Regions from separate parts of the Mus musculus genome. Here region 2 is linked to region 1. A link is a contact called in public promoter capture Hi-C data. All regions are on one chromosome and are shown on one strand. The core of a region is the stretch at or near the end of the contact, and the rest is flanking DNA. Distances in the headings are between cores, read along the strand shown.

Evidence for each region. Capture Hi-C pulls out chosen DNA fragments and counts their contacts.
Region 2: a promoter capture Hi-C map of liver shows a contact between it and region 1. The contact joins two enhancer-like sites. A contact is called at or near these places in 1 of 39 promoter capture datasets (pre-B cells), 1 of 484 Hi-C or Micro-C datasets (CD8 T cells) and 1 of 9 other capture datasets (liver).

The regions. Positions count from the first base shown.
Region 1 is chr2:119,557,212-119,560,508 of GRCm38.p6, forward strand. The region is part of intron 1 of Chp1 (calcineurin-like EF hand protein 1); the gene reads left to right. Among named protein-coding and RNA genes, the nearest start is that of Chp1, 11 kb to the left of the region's middle. Within about 2 kb of position 1,725, at least 126 of the 459 cell types and tissues checked have an H3K27ac peak or open chromatin away from gene starts, as enhancers often do. A contact at or near this core is called in liver, where this site is marked.
Region 2 is chr2:119,874,459-119,877,755 of GRCm38.p6, forward strand. It overlaps a transcript of Mga not described here. Among named protein-coding and RNA genes, the nearest start is that of Mga, 21 kb to the right of the region's middle. Within about 2 kb of position 1,698, at least 2 of the 459 cell types and tissues checked have an H3K27ac peak or open chromatin away from gene starts, as enhancers often do. A contact at or near this core is called in liver, where this site is marked.

The sequences.
Region 1 (3,297 bases), core at 475-2,974:
TATTGTTTAATTTACATTTTATCATGTATATAATCTTAATATATAATTATACATCATTAATACATTAAGATTAACAAAAAGAAAAATTTAATAATTTTTCATCTTAAAAAAACCCAACTGGGCAGTGGTGGTGCACGCCTTTAATCCCAGCATTTGGGAGGCAGAGGCAGGCGGATTTCTGAGTTCGAGGCCACCCAGGGCTACACAGAGAAACCCTGTCTTGAAAAAAAAAACCAAATAAATAAATAAATAAATAAATCGATCCTTCAGGGGCTAGAGGAGATGGCTCAGTGGGTAAGAGCCTGTGCTCTGTAAATAAATAAATAAATAAATAAATAAATAAATAAATACATAAATAAATCCTTCAGGGGCTAGAGGAGATGGCTCAGTGGGTAAGAGCATGTGCTCTGCAAGCAGGACCCCAGTTCAGATGGCAGCCCAGAGGAAGGCCGGCTCAGATTGCCAGCGCAGAGGAAGGCCGGCTAGTCAGCACTTCAACACTGGGACATGGAGCTGGTCAGGCGCCTGTTGCTTACTAGTCAGACAGACAGCCTAGCCACAATGTGAGTGTCCAGTTTGGTGAGAAGCTCAGTTTCAAGGCAGGCAGTTGGAGGGTGATAGAGGAAGACACCTCAAGTCCCACTCTGGCTTCTGCATGTGTGCATGGGTTCAAGCATTCTCACATACACTATACAATACCATACATACATACAGAGAGACTACCATAAAATACTCAAAACCAGGATTCAAAAGGTGGCTCAGTGGCTGAATGCATCCTGCTCTGCCAGGAGGCCTGAGTTTGGTTCCTAGCACCCATGTTAGGCAGCTCACAACTGCCTGTAGCTCCAGTACCTGGGGAATTCAATACCTCTGGCTTCTGAGGGTACCAGCAATCACTTGCACAGACACAGAAACACAATAAAAATAAATATATTTTAAAATATTTTAGAAGTACTTCGCACCAATATGAAATGAATTACTTGATAGTTAAAAGACTGAATTACTTAATTGAAAATTAAGCTGGCTCAGCAATTAACTATAGTGGCTGCTCTTCCAGAGAATCCAGGTTCAATTCCCAGCATCCCACAGCAGCTTAAAATCGTCTGTAACTCCTGTTCCAGGGGATCAGACACCCTCATACAGACATACGTGCAGGCAAAACACCAATGTATATAAAAACAAATTATTTTTAAAAATTAAAAAGAGAAAATCAAGCTGTTGGATCTAAAGTTCACAAATGAATGATACTAGGTGGTCTATTAAAGAAATGAAAAGAAACAATGTTGAGATGGAAAACACAGATTTCTTTTTCAAGACTTTTTGGGAAATGTAGTTATTCTTTAACTGACTTAATTTTGCTCAACTAAGGAATTCATTACAAAAGTACCTTTGGAGGCCGGATGCCAGGCTGGGATAAATTGGTCAGATTCCTAAAGAAAGTAGCTGTGACTGGCCCGCCAAGAAGGTTGTGAGCAGTTATTATGGTAGTGTAAGCTGTCCCCCAGGCTCCTGTGTAGGGATGAGGTGGTGATGATAGTTAACTTGGTGTGCTTTCCCAGCGCAGACTCTTTGCTGAGCATTTTCCTTCCACTCCTCACAGTCCCATTGACTTAGCCCCTTGGTCCAGACTCTGGCTACCTGGCCATCACAAGTGTCTATTCTTTGCAAAGCTGTGTGTACCTGTGTGGCTGGCAGCAGTCTCCACCTGCGGCCTTTAGCAGCCAAACTCCTGTTTGTTCTGCCTAGATGGGAGGAGTTGTGCCTCCCAGGCTCTGTTTAGTTATTAGAGCCCCTTTCATGGATGAACCTAGTGCCAGATCACAGCTGCCCTAGTGCGTCCTCCCTGCCCCACCGTTCACTTCCTGTTTTACTTCCTGCCTTGTTTACTTTGTTTCCCCTTCCTCATACAGCAGGTATGTTGTGTTGCTTGAGCTAGGGGAAGACAACCTTCAGATCCACACTTCCTTAATCTTCACCGCCTCACAGGTGCGGCTGAGTCACTTTGGACTTGTTCCCCGCTGTGGGGCTGTCATATTTTCTACTGTGGTTACTCTGTGTTTTCCTCTTGCCTCTAATCTGCCAGGAGACTAAACTGTTCCCCAGAAGTGCCTTTCCCACTTTCAGGCTTGTTTTGTACATCTGCAATTATAAACTGCTTCTAGCAGTTACCGTGCTGGAGTTGACTGTGCTAATCCAGACCACTAGGTTCTCTTGTAGAGGTCACAGCATGGTTACTTTGTTACATCAAACAAATTGATTCCTGGTGTCACCCAGTTAAGTCCTAATGAGGAGGTGATGCTGTGGGTGCTTGGTGCAGAAGGAGACTAGACGTTAAAAACAGAATTGTTTGATGTGCCACACCATTTAGTTCAGCATTAAGTTACTTGCTCAGAAATTCCAGTCTGAAGAGCCAAATTAATTAATAGGCTTGAGGTTTTGTTTTTGTTTTTCCCTCTCTCTTTTAACTTTATTGGGGGTGGGGAGTGAGAGAGATCTGCTAGGGATCAGACAGAGTCTCGCTCATACTCTTAAACAGGTGCTCTTCCTTCAACTAACCTGTGCCTTTACCCCAGGACTAAAAGAAGTTCTTCAAGTCTTACTGGTTTTTTTGTTTTGTTTTGTTTGTTTGTTTTGGTTTTTCAAGACAGGGTTTCTCTGTGTAGCCCTGGCTGTCCTGGAACTCACTCTGTAGACCAGGCTGGCCTTGAACTCTTCTGTCCGCCTGCCTCTGCCTCCCGAGTGCTGGGACTAAAGGCTTTCGTCACCACGCCCGGAAATTATTATTGTTTTGTTTTGTTTTCTTTTCTTTCGAGACAGGGGTTCTCTGTATAGCCCTGGCTATCCTGGAACTCACTCTGTAGACCAGGGTGGCCTGGAACTCAGAAATCTACCTGCCCCTGCCTCTCGAGTGCTGGGATTAAAGGCGTGTGCCACCACGCCTAGCTGTTTTGTGTTTTTAAAGCTGTGTATGTATGTGTGTGTGCGCGTGCGTGCGTGCGTGCGTGCGTGTGTGTGTGTGTGTGTGTGTGTGTGTAAAATGAATTCAGATCGTCATGCATGTGAAGCAGAGCTCTACCACTGAGTTGTATTCCTAGCCTAATACATTCTTAGTTATGCCTACACTTCATTTTTAAAATTTATTTATTCATGTATGTATGTATGTATTATGTGAGTACATTGTTGCTATCTTCAGACACACCAGAAGGTGGCATCTGATCCCATTACAGATGGTTGGGAGCCACCAAGTGGTTGCTGGGATTTGAACTCGGGACCTTGGAAGAGCGGCTAGTGCTCTTA
Region 2 (3,297 bases), core at 448-2,947, 320 kb after region 1:
TAAATGTTCTTAGCACTGAACCATCTCCTGCCTTTAGGGCCAATTTTGAAAAAGAAAACAGCATGGGTGTCTTGTATTAATGAAAATACAAAAAAACCCTGTAATAGTCAAAATGTCTAAGTCTAGAAGCATTCTAGAAGGAGAGAGGTTAGACTGGGTCACACATTGCCATCCTGTATCAAAACAAAACAAAACAACAAACAAAAGTTAAGTACTAACCTTGAAGTAGGCAGGACAAAATAATGAATGTAGAAACATATAAATTAATATAGTTTAGTTTTACAGAAGTGACATTTCATATCCTGTGGGAAATGTTCTTTAATCATTTTGGACTATTTAGCTAATCATTTGGGGGAAAAAAACTAAAATTCAGGTGAATCAAGTTCAGGTGAATTAATTATTTGAATATAAAAGGTAAAATTAGAAAATTATTACTCTGGGGCCAAGCGAGTGGTCTGTATACTTGTAATCCCAGTATTTCGGAGGGTAAAGCAGTAAATGATGAATTTTAGGCTACTATGGGCTGCTTAATGAGTCTTGTCTCAAAAAACCCAAGATTACTGCTTTGAAGAAGACTGGGTGGACAGCAGGTGTGACGGCACTCTCCTGCAATCTCAGCACTTGGAAAGCAGAAGCAGAATTGCTTCTTGGTCTTGGCCAAACTGAGCTATAGATGATACCAAATGATCTCAAATGTTTTTCTTAAGGTAGGCAGGATGTCTCAGTGGGTAAAGATATTTACCCTACAGCTGACAGTCTGAATTCAGTCCCTGGAAGGCACATGGTAAAAGGAGAGACCTAGCTTTTCTCTAATTGTCCTCTGACTTTACATGTGCATTGTGGCATGTACCTACATGTATATATTAGCATATATACAAACAATATATACACTATATTGCATATACATATATGCAATGTATTGAAACACACAATAGATAATAAATGTAAACAACCCCCCCTTAAAAAAATTCCTCAGAACCATAAAGATTGGTGGGGAAAAAAAAATCATGTCTTTAAAACTTGCTTTGAGGGGCTGGAGAGATAGCCCAGTGGTTAAGAACACTGGCTGCTCCACCAGAGGTCCTGAGTTCAATTCCCAGCAACCACATGGTGGCTCACAACTGTCTATAATGGTATTTGATGCTCTCTTCTGTCTGATGCTCTCTTCATGAAAATAGAGCACTTATATGTATAAATAAATAAAGATCTAAAAAAAATTAAAGAAAAACAAAACAAAAACAACTTATTTTGAGAAAAGAGTTTTGCTTTGTTGCCCAGATTGGCCTGGAATTTACTATCCTTTTGCCTTGGTCTCCAGAATAGACGGACTGAAGCCTTTGCACCTAGAACATAGTACTTTTTGTAGTTATACTATCGTTCCTGTGGTTTACCATTTTTATTTTTACCTATCTAAATTTATCTCAAACTTGCTAGGTAGCTGAAGCCTGTCTTCAACTCCTGATCTTCCTAGCCTTCTAAATACTGGAATTTCAGGCACATGCCATCATACTAGGCTATAGTTATGTCTTCTTAAGCTCTTGCTTGATGGTTTCTCAGAGTTCTTGATGACTCTGATAGTTTTCTTTCTTTCTTTTTTAAAAGATTTATTTATTTATTTTATGCATATGAGTAGGTTGTCACTGTCTTTAAACACACCAGAAGAGGGCATCAGTTTCCATTACAGATTGTGTAAGCCACCATGTGGTTGCTTGGAATTGAACTCTGGACTTTTGGCAAACCAGTCAGTGCTCTTAACTATTGAGCCATCATCTCTCCAGTCCTCTGATAGTTGTTGTTGTTGGTTTGTTTGTTTGTTTGTTTTTTTTTTTTTGATGAGACAGAGTTGGGGTTTAGTATAGATATTTAAATTATCTATGTATGTGTGTAGACATATGTACATTTGTGTTTTTAGAGACAGAGTTTCTTTGTGTGTGTCTAGCTGTCCTGGAATTCTCCTAGTTCTTTTAATTGTGTGTATATGTGTTTATGTGTGTATGTAGGCATGTTTATGTTGCAGTTGGAGGTTGAAATTGGATATTTTCTTCAATTGCCCCTCTTTTTTTTTTTTTTTTTAAAGACATGCTCTCTTACTGAACCTGGAGCTCATTGATCTTATTGATTTGTCTAGAAGGGATGGCCAGTGAGCTCTGAGAATCCTTCTGTGTCTGTCTCTCAGCACTGGGGTTACAGATGTGAGCTGCTGTGCCCAGCTTTTTTACATGATTTCTGGGGGATTGAATTCAGGTTCTCTGGCCATGCAGCAAGCACTTTACCTAATATTTTTCTTTTATTTTTATTTCACTTATTTTTATTGTGTATGCATTCATCCATTTAGTGTGTGTATGTGTGTGTATATTTGTGTGTGCATATGTAACAGTTCATATGTGAAAGTCAGAGGAACACTTTCAGGAGTTGGTTCTTCCTTCTATGTGGGTCTTGGGACCCAAGCTCAGGCTGACAGGCCAGGGGGGAAGGACCTTTACCCACTGAACTATCTTGATGGCCCTATTCAAAATTTTTTTATTACATTTATTTATTTGTGTGTGTGGGTGCACATATAGCACAACTTGTGTGCTAATTTTCTCATTCTACCATGTGGGTCTCAGGAATTGAACTCAGGTTGTCTGCCTTGTTCTTTTACCCGCTAAGCCATGTCACTAGTTTTATTTTTAAAATAAAATGGGGGAGTATTTAAAATTGATTTCACATTTTAACCTAGTTTAATATTAAAACTGTGGCTCCTGATTGCTGAGATTATAAGCATGAATTAACATCACACTTAACCTAGGCTAACCTTGAACTCCAGTCTCTGCCTCAGACTCCTGAGTTCAGAGATCATATCCCAGATAATGCTGCTGCTGCTGCTCTCCTTTTCCTCTTCCTCCTGTTCTTCCTCTTCCTCTCCAGTTTCTCTTCTCTTTCCTTCCTTCCTTTCTTCCTCCTTTGCTTTCTTCCTTCTTGCTGTTTCCTCCCCTCCCCTCTTCTTATTTTGGTTTATTTATTTATTTACTTTGGTTTTTCGAGACAGGGTTTCTCTGTGTAGCCCTGGCTGTCCTGGAACTCACTCTATAGACCAGGCTGGCCTTGAAAATCCACCTGCCTCTGCTACCCAAGTGCTGGGATTAAAGGCATGTGCCACCACCGCTCGGTGTGGTTTATTTTTAAAATGTGTGTATTGACTGCTTTGTCTGAATGTATGTGCCTGGTGCTCTCAGAGGTCAAAAGAAGGTGTTATATTCCCCTGGAACTGGAGTTATGAATGGTTGTGAGTCAGCACGTGTATGCCGGGGATCATCT